2 separate regions of the Bicyclus anynana genome follow, and region 1 is linked to region 2. Evidence: chromatin contacts called from public Hi-C data. All regions are on one chromosome and are shown on one strand. The core of a region is the stretch at or near the end of the contact, and the rest is flanking DNA. Distances in the headings are between cores, read along the strand shown.

Region 1 (3,857 bases), core at 355-2,854, 520 kb after region 2:
GACTAATATGTATTCTAAAAGATAATGAGATCATTTATCTACATATCTCTCACATTTGTTTTAAAGCCCACATAAAGAGAGAGAGATATATCATGTATGTTATTTATTTAACTTGGCCAGGTAAAAAGACCAGGAAGTTTATTGGACAAAAGAAAAATCTATAGACAAAATTATCTTGCATTCTTGGTAATAAAGATTTTATGATTCACTTAGGCTAGAGTAATTAGAATGTTTCTACAATAAAAAACACTAATCATATATTATTTTAACAAGCAAATGTTTTTGTTATTCAAGGTTTTGAAACTTCCTTATGGTAAACCACTTTTCCTCATGAGAAACATTTCAAATGCAATGCTTAGTTTTGATAAGGAAAACTGTTACACCAAAAATAGGAAGAGATATTTATTCAATAATTTAATTAATCACCAGTTATTCATTCGTTTGTAATGATTCTCTTCACTGAAAATAAGGTTAAAATTTTAAATCAGATAGATTTCAATTTAGTGGGATATTTTCCAATATATGGTTGTCAAACTGTTTACATATTTAGATAAGTAAAATAAATATGTACCAAAACATCAAAAATATTAATTTGAGTTATTGATCAATTATTAAAATTGGTATAGTATGCAACAAAGTCCAATCAGAACATGACGCTTATGGATACATAAAATATGGAACTATATCTCAGGAGGGCCATAATAGCTACAGTTTGGAGTTTGGCAATTTCAGAGCAGATGTTTGTCACATACTATAAAACCATTGAGTTATAATGTTTATGCCTTTATGCCATGTCAGGAGAATAGTGACACAAAAAGATTATCACAGATATGAAACTCCTGTTTATCAAAAACATTTTGGTAACAAAATTATCCACAGGAGTGAATCAATAATATGTTAACAACATTATTTTGAACGCTGATTATTCGGCAGTAATAACGGCATATGTTTTATTCAAGTGATAACGCAACAATTCGCCCTATCAGTGCACTCACCTTGCTATCTCTCTCCAATTCGTTTCTGAGCCATTCAAAATCACTGTACCGCCTTCTCACGCTCGACTCTTTTACTTTGAACACTGGCAAATTGGTCTGCAAGCAGGAAGCAGTATTTATGAGCTATTATCAAACAATCGACGCTTGGGCTAGTGATATGGCACGAGATCCGCCCACCACAAAAACTAATAGCTACACATCGATGTAGCGTGACCGTTTAATCCAATTATCCCTTTAAGGCACTGACGGCATCCTGCCTTACTTACCCTCATGCGAACTTCGTAATCGGTATAACGTTTTTTCCCAACACCCATCGTCACAGGGTTCACCACGTCGATCTCCAGGAAGTTCGCCGGCGCCGCGTACGCGTCGTCCAGAGTTTGTTTTTTAACATTTAAGCGCCTTGTAGCGTCGGCTGTTGTGTCCTCAGCCATCATATCTCTTTTATAAAACAAACAATCGCGAACTTAATTTAAAGACGGTACAGTAATCAAAAGCAAAGCAAATGAATTTGACAAATTGACATCTATGGCATTTTGACGTTTAGAATTTGATACATAGTTTTACGATGCGTTCAATTAAAGACGGCTCTCGGCATTGAGTGCTTGTCATAGAGTAGTATAATACATTGGTGCTTGTGCTGCTCGGATCGGAGGAGTTGAACTAGTCTGTGGTTCAGTGTTGCACCTATTTAACTGATAAGCTTCTACCATTTTAGTAATTACATACCTACCTACTCAACAATTTAAGCCCGGGCAATTTAACACCTAAAAATACCTAAAATATGTATAAAGTTACATTCCCATACGGCTAAAATTAAGTAAAATCGTTTAACATGAATAAAAATAAAATTTAAAAAGTCCTCATCAGTCAGGCACATGGATTTTTTTTACGATTTTTAGTAAGTCTTTTCATAAAATAAACTCAGACAAAAATTGTAGATCTACAAAAAATGTAACAATACTTTTTTTTCATGAAAGCCATCGTTTCTGAGATTTTTAATTTGCATACTCATGCTGTTTTTCATTTATCTACGAAGGTAACGTGCTAAGTAGTTATTCAAGACATGTTCAAGACCATTCAATATTTCAGTTTTTAAATTAATAAAACAAAACGAGGTGCCACAATAACCTTTATTGTAATTTACACACGATATTTATTATTATATATATTTAATATATTATTCTTAAATGTACACTTTACATAAACTGACTCATAGGGTCTTCCTCTCTTCGCCTCTTCATCATGTACGCCTCCATTTCCTCTTCAGTGGGTTCTTTGACCTGCATCATACTGTTGTAAGGACGTTTTCTTTCGTCTACAGACAACAAGTAATCTGCGTGCTTCTGTTTTCTTTCCTCCATTTCCAGCGCCTGCGTGAAATTATAAAGTATGAGTCACACTAATATTATAAAGGTTTGAATGTGGAAATGTGTGTTTTGGAAGAGAGATAGAGTGTACCCTGGATGATAAAGGCTTCTTTCATCCAGGACAAATCCAAAATTCCCTCGGGATTCAAGATCAAAAAACGCGCTAGTGTGAAATAAATTTGTATTTATTTTCCGCTTTGTATTTTACATTCCAGAAGTTAGCTTGTTCACGGAAGTTAGATTGTTCGCGCCAACAATTAGCAGGGTTATTATGTATCTCAGTACATTTTTCATCATATTTTCGTTTCTGCAATCATCTAACATTGTTTTTACAACGGAATTACATAATAATTATATTTATTTTACGTAAAGTTACATTAGTATAATAGTGGTAATAGCAAGTAGTAACGTTATTCTAACAAAAAAACGCATATTTACGCAATTTCGTTAAAATATTCATATTAAATGATCGTTAAAACAAAAAATCACTGTTATATGATGTTAAATGGCGTAGTCAAGGTCATTTCGTAGAAATAACTATGTTAGATGATCATAAAAACGAAAATACGATGAAAAACGATGTAGTCAAACATTATTTAAATGGTACACTGAAATACATAATAAGGCCGCAGATCGTTTTAGTTCAGTTCTTATTATTCATAGTGTTGCTATACTTATTACGTTTACTACTAAATAAAGAAACGTAAATCAACATTTTTGTTTGGTACATACCTTCTTGAGTTTGTCCTCCTCGCGCTTTTCCTTCTTAAGTTCTTTCTTTTTCTTCTTCTTTGCCTTCTTTTTGTTCTTCTTTTTCTTGCTTTTCTTCTCCGTTTTACTGCGAGTGTCAGGCTCAGAGTCTGATGAGCTGCTCTCAGAACTGGAATCTGATGACGATGAGGATTTTTCGGACTTCTCTGTAACAAAAAAATAACTATTACAATAAATAATAAACTAAAATTACCTATCTTAGTTCACAGATATGTCAAGAAGTCTCTCTTGTCCAAGTCCAGCGTCATTTTAAGACTAGCCATTTACAATTTACTAAAATATCTGAATTAGTTAGCTTTTTACAGAAAATAAAGATTTTTCGCTGACTGATTTCAAAGTAAATCAAAATATAAAAGTATACTATACCATCTTTTCTATCCTGTTTTTGTGTTATTGCCTCTGGTACATCCATCACGACCGATTTACCAGCTTCGCCGACACAGTATGACATCTAGAAAAAAACATCATGTTTTTTTTTAAACACACCACCCAACAGGCTAACTCACTAACTTCGAAATTGAGATTCTATGTATATGTCATCGGTGCCTACTGACAACTCTTTGTGGATATCATAAAGTAGGTAGATGACATTTTTCAGTTTAATAGGTTGTTGATAAAGACCAAATTAGTGAATAGGCCAGCAGTAATCTACATTACTGGTTCGCCATATTCGATTTAGAGAACGGCACATAAATAACCATTACATAATCAATACAGGGAT
Region 2 (3,670 bases), core at 855-3,354:
TCTGGAGTAAGGAAGTTGGCGGTGTTGGTACACCGTGCCTCGGACAGCTCGCTTAACGGTACGTTTTTGTCGGTACGGTAGTAACTAGCCACGGCCGAAGCCTCCCACCAGCCAGACCTGGACCAATTAAGAAAATCTCAATCAGCCCAGACGATCGAACCCAGGACCCAGGACCGTAAATTGTAAATCCTCCGCGCATATCACTGCGCCACGGAGGTCGTCCTGCGTCTGATCTTTCACTGGTTGTGTCGGTCTGCCGTCTCATGGAACTATGATTTGATATGGGGGAATAGAGAGTTCACCTGTGCTTGCGCACACACTTGTGCATATGTTATAATAACTTCTGCGTACATGGTTAATCTCATCGTTATCAACCCATATTCGACTCACTGTTGAGCTCGAGTCTCATAAATGACCATGGCCTGTCATGAGCATATTATTATTCAGACTAAGTCCAGTATCAATAAGCAAATAAAGGATACTGATACTTACGTATCTCTATCTACTGATACGTACGTACCTACCTAGTGACGTACATACATAACTGCATCATTCTTGTGATAAATAGATATTTTAAAGGTCATAATTATATTAAGTCGCACTTAATGACGTTGGTAAACGTAAAATTAATTACGTACGTACCTATCTATTTACTATGTTGGTAAATACTTATTCAATTTATTATGCAATATTATACGGAATATAGTAATAAATATTTCGTATCAAGTAAGCTTATATAAAAATCCTACACTATACTTAACGAATATAAAAGAATAAAATAGGTACCTATGTAGATACACCTACCTACAATAACAACATCTACCCAATCTACCCTCAGATTATTAAATTCTCTGTTCTGAGCATTTACATAGATTAATGATAATATTATGTAGCTACGTATTCAAAGTCTTGCTTGGCAAATATATTGAAATATTATCAATATGCACCGCCGTCATAAACTAGGCTGGGGCTTTTGGGCACACAAGAATTTGGGGCCCTTTTGAAAAGTAAAAAAAGCGAATTGTATTAACATGTTTTTAACTAAGGTAGGTACCTACCTACCTATGACCGTTTATTATTAGGTATTGAAATACAGTATAATAATTGATATAGTTAATATGTCATCCTAGAATCCTGCTGGTTTTTGGTTACGATTACGTTAATGGTTTCTTTTGAGATTTCTGTTGAGCATAATCTTTTATTAGGTATACCCTTAACGTCAATAATTGAAGAATACCTATTGATATTGTCAGTCCCTGGCCCCTGGGCATGGGCCCAGTTATGAAACTTTTGACACAGATAGGTATACCTTGCTTTAGCCCAATCCAAAGAATATATTACTCCAAGGAGGCCCAATCATAGAACACATTATCGAGGAAACACTTTGAACACACTTTCTGAAAATGAATTTGCATCTTTGCCTGTTTGACAATAATTGATCGTCAATGGTGTGCATGACGGTCTGCCGATACACACACGTAACGTTTCACTTGTAAGTATTTCTACCTTAATTTTATCAAATTTGTAATAAAAACAATTTCTAAAAAGAATCGATTCTTTTGACGGCAAAGCAAAAAATCGATTAAGTAATCGAATATTCTATGTATATATTCTGTGGATAGTCCAAGCGATGTGTTTGTGAGGCTGTGTAACTTAGACCATTAATTATTAATTAGTTATTAATGGTCTAAGCTGTGTAAAAATTACGCGTGTGTGTATTGCGAGTCAAATTTATAGTTGTGTGTCGTGTATTGTATGGACACAGAATATATTTAATGGTGTGAAATATTTTCGATGTTTGAGTTTACCTCGTCCCCCTCTAAAAACGGCAGACTTTTTTGTTGATGAATTTGGGTGCGAAACAAGTCCATAGTCTACTAAATAGTCAAAGCGTCCCCCTCAAAAAATGACAGACTTTTTTGTTGGTGAATTTGGGTGCGAACCACGTCCAGTTATTAATGGTCTAAGGTAAAAGCCGATAAAGCCGTATCAATTTGGCCAGTATACTATATCAACGTGATATCAACTGTCTACTCCTTTGTTATTTTTATTATAATCTGTGGTCCTTGTCAAAACTCAAAAGTCTATTTAGATTTAGCTATGATTTGAAAAACGTTTGTTTTTGAAAGTTGCGGAAACCAAAAAAATAAATAAACCAAGTTTTCCAATTAATTAATTATGAAAAGAACGTATAGATCTAAAAAAGAAACCGGCGGTGGTTTAGATCCTCGTGATGTTGTACTTGCATTGGATGAAAAGGCTTCGGCCTTTGATGCTTTCTATATACAAAATATTAAACAAACTAAGCGAGAAATGTCTATCGGAGCTTCGATGTTTGCTGCATCGAATAAAGTTCGTAAAAGGAAATATGTTAAACGGCTAAAGGACCAGGAACCTATCAGGGAGGCTAGAGAATCCACGTCGACATCTGCCTATTTAACTCCGGACAAATCTTTAAGATTAAAAAGAGCTTTGGATCCGTTTGATATGCTTCTGAATTCGCCGTCAAGTAAAGTATCTTCACAACCAGTGTTTAGTCCGATGTATGCCAAAAGGTTAGTTAATTTTGTTAAATTACTATGACAAAATGGTATGCCTTGGTAACTTGAAATCGTTAAAATTTTAGTAAAGTTTTTTATATAGTTTACAAGTTTTATTTGTTTGGAATCTAGTCCTTTTTTTATTTATTTGAAATGTGAATGTGCAAGCTGCTTTACAGGAGGATCTGACTTAGTCTATAATATAATTAATATGTATGTATATTATTTACTGAATTAACTCAATTTTGCTACAGAAATAACTGTTTGACTGTATAGTTACTATTTCTGATTGTGTAAGTGCTGTAGGCTCCTTAATGAGACTTCAGTAGTGTCAGGCTTTGAGTGAGCACAGAAGACCTCCGTTTAGAGAGCTGTTCTGGAAAGGTGTTTTGGCCTGAATGTATTAAGCTTAGAGTCCTGAAGACTTAAAAAGCCCACGTCTGAGTGATCGCATCTAATATTGGGATATAGATATATTACACTTACACACAAGACTGTATAGTGTTTTTACCCAACTACTTTCTACAAATCAAAAAGAAGTATTATGATTTTAACAGTCTTTGTATGACCTCCAAAACTTTTTTCCACATGGCTCAGGAGGCCTTTGTCCTAGGGCACAAACAGAATGTATATACAAACTCTAAATAAAGGCTTTTATTATATGTACTATTATATGTATGACCTGTAAATTTTTTTTACCTCACGCATCCTCACACATTAACACACACATTCACTTTTTATATGTTTTGGGTCACAAGTATTTTATGAATATTCAAAAACATTCATATAACACTTCTGATCCAAGATATATATAAAAGTAAATATTGACTTCTAAAGCCTCAAGGCTCAATTCATAACTCTTGTATGCATTTACTTAGTTTTTTTTCATAATTATTAAGAGAGAAGGCTATATTTAGACTTATTCAATGGATGAATGTAATGGACATTTACTTTAATAAGATGATTGATTGTCCACAAAAAACCATAAAGCTGATCTTAATATGTTTTTTAATTTAAATAATATTTGCCATGTCTTTTAAAATAGACTAATATTCCCGGTCTATTCCAAATTAGTCATAAAGACTATTAGAGTGTCTATTAGTGGGCATATAACATACCATTGGGCAGGG

Evidence for each region. A called contact is a pair of places that touch in the nucleus more often than the background predicts.
Region 1: a contact with region 2 is called in a Hi-C map of whole larva, with 3 times the contacts expected there. The contact joins the promoter of LOC112049399 here to the promoter of LOC112053041 in region 2. A contact is called at or near these places in 2 of 2 Hi-C or Micro-C datasets (whole body and whole larva).

What each region holds. Positions count from the first base shown.
Region 1 is chr13:12,556,962-12,560,818 of ilBicAnyn1.1, forward strand. It overlaps LOC112049399 (sorting nexin-12), which reads right to left and starts at 1,605. Exons shown (of 4, transcript XM_024087270.2): 1 at 1,262-1,605; 2 at 996-1,091. The coding sequence starts at 1,432. It overlaps LOC112049406 (pre-mRNA-splicing factor Slu7), which reads right to left. Exons shown (of 12, transcript XM_024087279.2): 10 at 3,503-3,587; 11 at 3,098-3,282; 12 at 2,115-2,368. The coding sequence ends at 2,195.
Region 2 is chr13:12,033,055-12,036,724 of ilBicAnyn1.1, forward strand. LOC112053041 reads left to right here and starts at 2,105. Exons shown (of 12, transcript XM_024092309.2): 1 at 2,105-2,555. The coding sequence starts at 2,179.